Regions from separate parts of the Mus musculus genome. Here region 2 is linked to region 1. A link is a contact called in public HiChIP or PLAC-seq data. All regions are on one chromosome and are shown on one strand. The core of a region is the stretch at or near the end of the contact, and the rest is flanking DNA. Distances in the headings are between cores, read along the strand shown.

What was found. HiChIP or PLAC-seq counts read pairs in DNA pulled down with a chosen protein or histone mark.
Region 2: a contact with region 1 is called in an H3K27ac HiChIP or PLAC-seq map of large pre-B cells, with 2.8 times the contacts expected there. The contact joins two enhancer-like sites.

The regions. Positions count from the first base shown.
Region 1 is chr19:24,635,010-24,638,621 of GRCm38.p6, reverse strand. No RefSeq gene overlaps it. Among named protein-coding and RNA genes, the nearest start is that of Tmem252, 37 kb to the left of the region's middle. Within about 2 kb of position 2,016, at least 6 of the 459 cell types and tissues checked have an H3K27ac peak or open chromatin away from gene starts, as enhancers often do.
Region 2 is chr19:24,822,966-24,826,577 of GRCm38.p6, reverse strand. Pgm5 (phosphoglucomutase 5) reads left to right here. Exons shown (of 11, transcript NM_175013.2): 3 at 2,140-2,286. Among named protein-coding and RNA genes, the nearest start is that of Gm52405, 34 kb to the left of the region's middle. Within about 2 kb of position 1,832, at least 10 of the 459 cell types and tissues checked have an H3K27ac peak or open chromatin away from gene starts, as enhancers often do.

The sequences.
Region 1 (3,612 bases), core at 767-3,266:
GATCTCAGGTGAGGGTTTGATGACTCCTCACTGCCTCATGAGGGAATTTTGTTTTGTTTGGGGGTTTGTTGCTGTTCGTGTAATTGTTTGGTTTTATTTAATGAAAGGTCTCACGGAGGCTTGAGCTTGCTTTGTAGATGAGGACGAGCTGGGACTCCTGACCCTCCTGCCTTTACTTCCTCAGTGCTGTGGTCTCAGGCATGCTTTAGCATCCTTGGCTATGAAGGACTGTTGGTAGCCCTAGTCTCCTGACCATCGTCTCTTGTGGGTAAACACGGCTACTGGTTTCAGTCCAGCGCTGGTCCTTCCACACCCAGAAGACAGAGTTCCACTACACTCGGATAGCCCGTAGAGCATTATTTCTGGGTGTGTCTGTGTGCCCATGTTTTGGGAAGAGATTAACACTTTCATCAGCAGACAGGGTAGAGCAGGTTCAGGCTTAGGAATCTGGGCAGCAGCATTCAAACAGCTGAGGGCCAAATAAAACTCAGATGGAGAAAAAGTGAAGCTTCTCTCTCTTTTGGGTCACGGACATACATACATCTTCTCTTGCCCTTGGACATCAGAACTCCAAATTCTTGGGCTCCTATAAGAAGTGACCTCCAGGTCCTCTGGTTCTTGGCATTAGATTAAATTATAATATATTGACCTCCATAATTAAATGCACCAATTGTAATGCTAGCTCTTGTGTGTATGTATGTGTGTGTGTGCTTGTGTGTGTGTGTGTGTGTGTGTCCATCTCTTCAGCTATCAGTACACCTACTGATTTCATCATTTGATTGGTTCTTTTTATTTAGAAAACCCTGTCGTATGAATCCAGTGACTTAGACATGGAAAGGTTAGCTTTCTAGTTGAGCAATATTTCTTTGCCAAAATTTTTGTCTATGAACACTATGTAATGTGGATGTAATATATATAAATACGATTTTTTAAAAAAATACCTCATGTGTTAGAACAAGAATTTATAAATAGAAGTTGCGAGCCTTTATCATTTGCTGATTGGGTCCCGGTATGTCCTATGAGAACTCTGGTGGAAGATATTGGCACTCTTTCTAGAACCCTTGGGTTTCTGTGTCCACAGAAGGAAAGGGCTAGGCCACTCAGTTCTGGGCATGTGAGAACAGGTTGTATGTTTGTCTGTCTGCAGCCTTTCTGGAGCTTGAATCCAGAGTCTCAAACATACCAGGTAAGCATCCGACATGACCCAGCACTGAGTATAGTTTTAGAAAGTGGTTATCTACAAAGGTGTGGGTGGGCAGGATGCAGAGCTAGCAGCTGTGTCCTGAAAGATCATCAGCTGAGGCCCATGCATGGATGTGCATGTTATAATCCCAACATTCAGAAGACGGAGGCAGGAGGATTGTGAGTTTGAGGCCAACCTGGACAACTTAGCAAGATCTTGTCTAAAAGCAAATTGTAACATGTAAGGATCCAGTGATTCGTGAACTGGGCATCTCCATCCCACAAATGGTTTCCAACAGCAGAGGCAAAATGAGAAATTAAACTTTTGTGAGGGTTCTCCAAAGCAAGGCAATGAAAACATCTTTATTGGTTGATGAGAAAAATCTCTAGACGGAGCGAGGTGGATTCCGATCACTCGAGCAAAGGCTTCCCTTTACCATACATGATGCATTTGATTTCCGTCTGCTTGCGTGGGAGCCAAGGTACAAATCAACGCTTTTAATGAGTGTTCTTTTCTACACAACTGGCAGCGGGCACACAGCACAGAAGGTGAGAAGGGAAACGTGCGCTCTGCAGAGAGAACCACAAGGTGGAATATATTTAGTTTGTTACATAAAGCAGAATGATTACAGCAACAGTCTTCATTGCTAATTCTGCCCCAGGTTAGAATGCAGGCAGGACTAGGGAGTCCTGTTAGAGAGAAGCAGCAAACTAGTGAGGGAGAAGACTGGAGAGAGGAATCCAGTTGGTTGCTTTCGCTTACAGTTTCTTGGAAATCCTCGAATCCCTGCAGGCTGCAGGCGGCATCCATCCAGCCGGTTAGCTGGGTGGGAGGAAGTGAGAGAGCCACATGCAGACCTCAGCCACCTCTCTTTGCTTTATTGGTTTTGTGTAAAGAGTGAGAGCCAGACTTTTGTTTGTTTGGTTTGGTTTTTTGTTTATTAGCTTTAATTTTTTTGTTTGTGTGTGTGTTTGGTTTTGAGACAGGGTTTCTCTGCGTAGCCCTGGCTGTCCTGGAACTCACAGAGATCTGTCTGCCTCTCCCTCCCAAGGGCTGAGATTAAAGACATGTGCCACCACCACCCAGTAAGAGCCACTTTTTAAAAGTCTGAGATTTTGAACAAATGGTAATATCAGCTATGTACTGTTTAAAAAAGAAAGCAAAGACACACACACACACACACACACACACACACAGAGAGAGAGAGAGAGAGAGAGAGAGAGAGAGAGAGAGAGAGAGCGTGTTTCAGGTGTCCACCTTGCTTAATGGAGTAGAGCTGTTAGGCCAGCATTTAGGGGCTTATGCTCACAAGCTCATGGCCAGGCGGAGGGCCATAGGGAGACCCTGTCTCAAGCAACAATAATGAAATAAACAATAAACACTGAGTTTTTCTTGCTTATTCTTGGTGGTTAGTATTGCCACCAAGTGATGTACCACCTGACATACTCTCTGTCCCTCCTCACAATAATCCCTCAAGGAAACCAGAACTAACTCCATTTTATACCTAAAGAAACTTATGGGTGCCCATCTGCTGTGTGGTCAGAACTCCACAGACTCTAAGTCAGAAATAGACACGCTGGTCTTTGATACTCACTTCCTGTCTGCAAAACCTACCCCACATTGCAGTGATGTTTTAGCAAAACCCAGGCCCAGGTACACGGAGACTGAAGAAAGGGACAGATGCAGGATCTCATAGACTGCAATTTATCGTGGAACTTACGGACAAAAACACATGGCCCTGGATGACAACAAGACTAAGTGGATCCAATTACTTGGGACAAAAGAAGGGTTGGGACGAAAGTGACCTCACCTTAGCTGGAGTGGACCTGGCCTATCTTAAGAGAATATCAAAGAGCTGGGCACATTCTCGGCCCCAGGGTCTGCCTATAAAGACCCACATTCTACTCATGGTTTGGTTGGTTGGTTTTGGTAGATGGCGATGGTGGTGGTGGTTGGTTGCTTTCGCTTACAGTTTCTTGGAAAACTTCAGAGGAAAACTGAATAGTGTTATTTTAGGCAGCTGTGGAGGCAAGATGGCGTCACTCATGTCAAGCTGAGTCCATGGGAGTGTTCTGAGGCCCATAATATCTGCTCTCTGTAGCTGTCTTTCTATCTACAGAAATCACCTGAGAAATGAGACACAACGCTTCTGAAACTAGCTAAGTACCAGCGCATGCCCAACACCGCAGGATAGCTAAATAAGAAAATGTGTTTATTTTTTAAAAGATTCACAAGCTGGACACAGCAGTATGGGTCAATAATTCCAGCCCTCAAATGGCAGACACACGAGGATCACAGATTTGAGGCCATACTGGAATATATAGCAACTTCCAGGCTAGCCTAGCTATAGTGAGATCCTGTTTTAAGAATCAAAAACCCAAACAAACAAAAGACAAGAAATTCAGCCATTTTGAAAGAGCAAAGGAAAA
Region 2 (3,612 bases), core at 583-3,082, 190 kb before region 1:
GGAAGGAGGAGAAAAAGATAGTTCTGGAAGATAGATGCCAAAGGAAACCAAGGCTGGTAACACTTAGGTAAAATATAATTCAAGTCAAATAATTATTACAAGGTGAAAATAAGGTTACCATGTAATGACAAAGGGAACAGTTCACTAAGAACCCATAAGAATTATGAGTCTATATGTGCTCAGTGATGAGGCTCCCGAGTACTTAAAGCAAATCTTAATGAATACAAAGGAAGCAATGGGTATCAGGATAACAATAGTAGGGTACTTCAATATCCCATTTTCATCAATGGGTAGATCAACAAGACAAAGTTCTCATGGGAGTTGAACTTCATTTTATACCAAACAGACCTCACAGGCACGACTAGAACTTACTGTCTCATGACAGCAGGATATGTTCTTTCCCAGGACATGTGGAACATTCTTTAGTTAGACAATAAGATAACAAATTCAAGAATCATATGGACAGTTATTGTCTTCTATTTGCTAGGATGGCTACTATGAAAATAAGTAACATAAATGTTTGAGAGGATAGGGAGAAGGAGAAGCCTAGAATAATTGTCAAGTTATACAAATTGGTATGACCATTAAGGAAACAGTATGGAGGAAAAAAAAAGGAACTTCCATATGAGCAAGCCATCCCTCTTCTGACTCTAAACTCAATGATGCTGGATCACTATAGTGCAAGGAAATCTGCACTCCTATTTTCTTTGTAGCATTACCCACAATAGCTAATGTCTTAGGGTTTTACTGCTGTAAACAGACACCATGACCAAGGCAAGTCTTATAAAGGACAACATTTGATTGGGGATGGCTTACAGGTTCAGAGGTTCAGTCCATTATTATCAAGGTGAGACTATGGCAGTATCCAGACAGGCATGATGCAGGCAGAGCTGAGAGTTCTTCATCTTCTTGAAGACTGCTAGTGGACGACTAACTTCCAGGCAGGTAGAATGAGGGTCTTAAAGCCCATATCCACAGTGACACATCTACTCCTACAAGTTCACACCTTCTAATAGTGCCACTCCCTGGGCTGAGCATATACAAACCATGACAGCTAAGATATAGAAACAACCCAAGTATCTATTAATAGTTGAATAGATGAAGAAGGTAATAGATACACAATGGGATATTACCAGTCTTAGAATGGGATGGACTTTCATTTGTTACAACGTGGATGGACCTGGAGGGCATTCTGTTACATGAAATACTTCTGCACCCACAAGGCAGCTGACAATGTTCTGGTCTGTACCTCTAGTTCCAGGGGGATATGATGCCCTCTTCTGGATGCTGTGACCATTAAAGACATGTGGTGCACAGAAAATGTCAAGGTGAAACATCCATACACATAAAATTAAAGGTAAACTGTACGAACAAATGAAGATTCACCTTGCTCTCTGACTTCAGTTTCTCCACTTAGAGAGGGTGGTAATACTTGTGTTCTTGAGAATTAAGCTCCGTATAACATATCCAATATGTTTTCACACATGTAGGCTCACATGAGGACCCTATAGTCCTGTCTATGACCAAAACCAACTACTGATTTCATGCTTAGCTCATTTAAAGTCATTTAAGTCCAACACTGTTGCCAATCTGACCTCCTGAGGAAACATATCAAGCAGTTTTTAGCTACTTCCCATTTTTAAAAACTAAGTTGTGATGGCGAGTATGAACTGGAAAAAGTAATGAACGTATCTGGGTAGCATCACATATCAATGAGACAACAGTGAGGAGTAGAAATCAGAGTTCTGAGGCACTTGGGGAGCTGTGGTTTGAATCTGGAATCTCCGACTTCTGTCAAGTGCATATCCTGTTTGTGTCTCATATCCTGAACAAAGCTGATTACATAACCGGGTCTCCCCAGCAGGTGCAAAACTATTTTTAGAGTGTATGTATCATTGCTTAGAAGTGGATTAAAACAAACATGTGGGTTGTTCATCTACACTGAACAGGCCGGGCTGATCAAATATCCTCTCCATAGTGAAGAAATACAATGTGGGAGATACATGGTCTAATTGAACTTGTGAATCTTTGTTCATTGTTTAGAGAGTCCCTCTTTGCTAGTGCAGGAGGCCGGTAATGCATCTCTGATAGAAATTATAGAGGCTTTAAAATAAATGCATTTTGGATGTCAAATTTTAGGTCCTGCACCAGATGTTGTCTCAGACAAAATCTACCAGATCAGCAAAACAATTGAGGAATATGCCATATGTCCAGATCTTCGAATTGACCTATCTCGACTGGGAAGACAAGAATTTGACCTGGAGAACAAGTTCAAACCATTCAGAGGTAACAGATATCTTGAAAAAGTCAGAAAATTTTCCTGTGTGGGGCAACTTTCCAAGAGGGATGCATATGGTAGATTCTAGGTGTCCATGGATGTGTGGCGGGTCCTGGTTGGTGATCAGTGGTTTCTTCAGGGAAGGATACTCATGAAAACGACTGAATTAGTCATCTGAAGAGTGGCGCTGTATGAATAGTTGGAAAGTATATGCAGTGCAGAAAGAAACTGGAGAAACCTCTGAATTAGATATGGACACTTTCAAAAGCCACTCTCCAAACTGTATCATTCTCAACATAGGATAAGGTTTGTAGCATCATAGCATACACAGAGTAGACTGTGGACCACCAAAACTTGCTTTTCAATAATTTCTAAGTAATTAAGGCAAAGATGTGGGTCAAGAGAGCAATGGGTTGTTAAATTTCCCATGGGAGGTAGGAGTTTCTTTGACAGGCTAGAGCCATCCAGTTCTGCTTCATACACCATGCTTGATCACCTGCCCTATGCCAAGTACAGTCTCCAGAGATTTCACAAAGGAACTCAGTAACTCCCAAGTATTTTTTTAAAGGCAAAGTGTTCAAGAATTAAACAAACAGTCTGGCATACAATGTAACCACAGGACTCGGGAGACTGAGGAAGCAGGGTCATAAGTTGGAAACTAGCCAGAGCCCCACAGAGAGGTGTTGTCCCCCAAAAGGGAAAACAACCAGAATGAGTTTGACAAATGTTACATGTTTGAGTGGATAAACTATAGAAGAACTAAGAACAGAATTTATTATTTTACAGATTCAGTTTGAATACTATACTAATATTCATACTATGAATATGCATCTCATTTCATTTTATTCAATTAAAATTATACAGAAGGCATATAGTTAGCAATAGAGCTACCTTCTTTTATTCTTTCAGTCCCTCTACAAGATTGGGCACAGTTTGTGTTCCAGTGGTGTCCTCATTTTTACAAGTAATTCACCTAGATGAAAAAGATGAACTATCATAGGCACATGGTTTTTAAAAATATAGTAGTTTTATTAATTCTTTAAGAAATTTATATATTTACACAATGTACTTTGATCCTATTCACTGCCCCAACTCCTACTCATAATTTCTCCTGGATTCACCTTCACAACCTGTGCACAAGATTTTTAATGTCAGAGAAGAGCTTAAAATAAACTGTGTGGTGGCAAAAGCACTGGGATACCTATACCATGTCTTTCTTGGAAAGTTTTGAGTTGATTATTTGCTCAGATAGTATCTCCTGAAAGCCTTATCATATCCATTAGAAGCAACAGTGCCCATGTAAACAATAGAGTACCATTATTTGTTCTTCAATA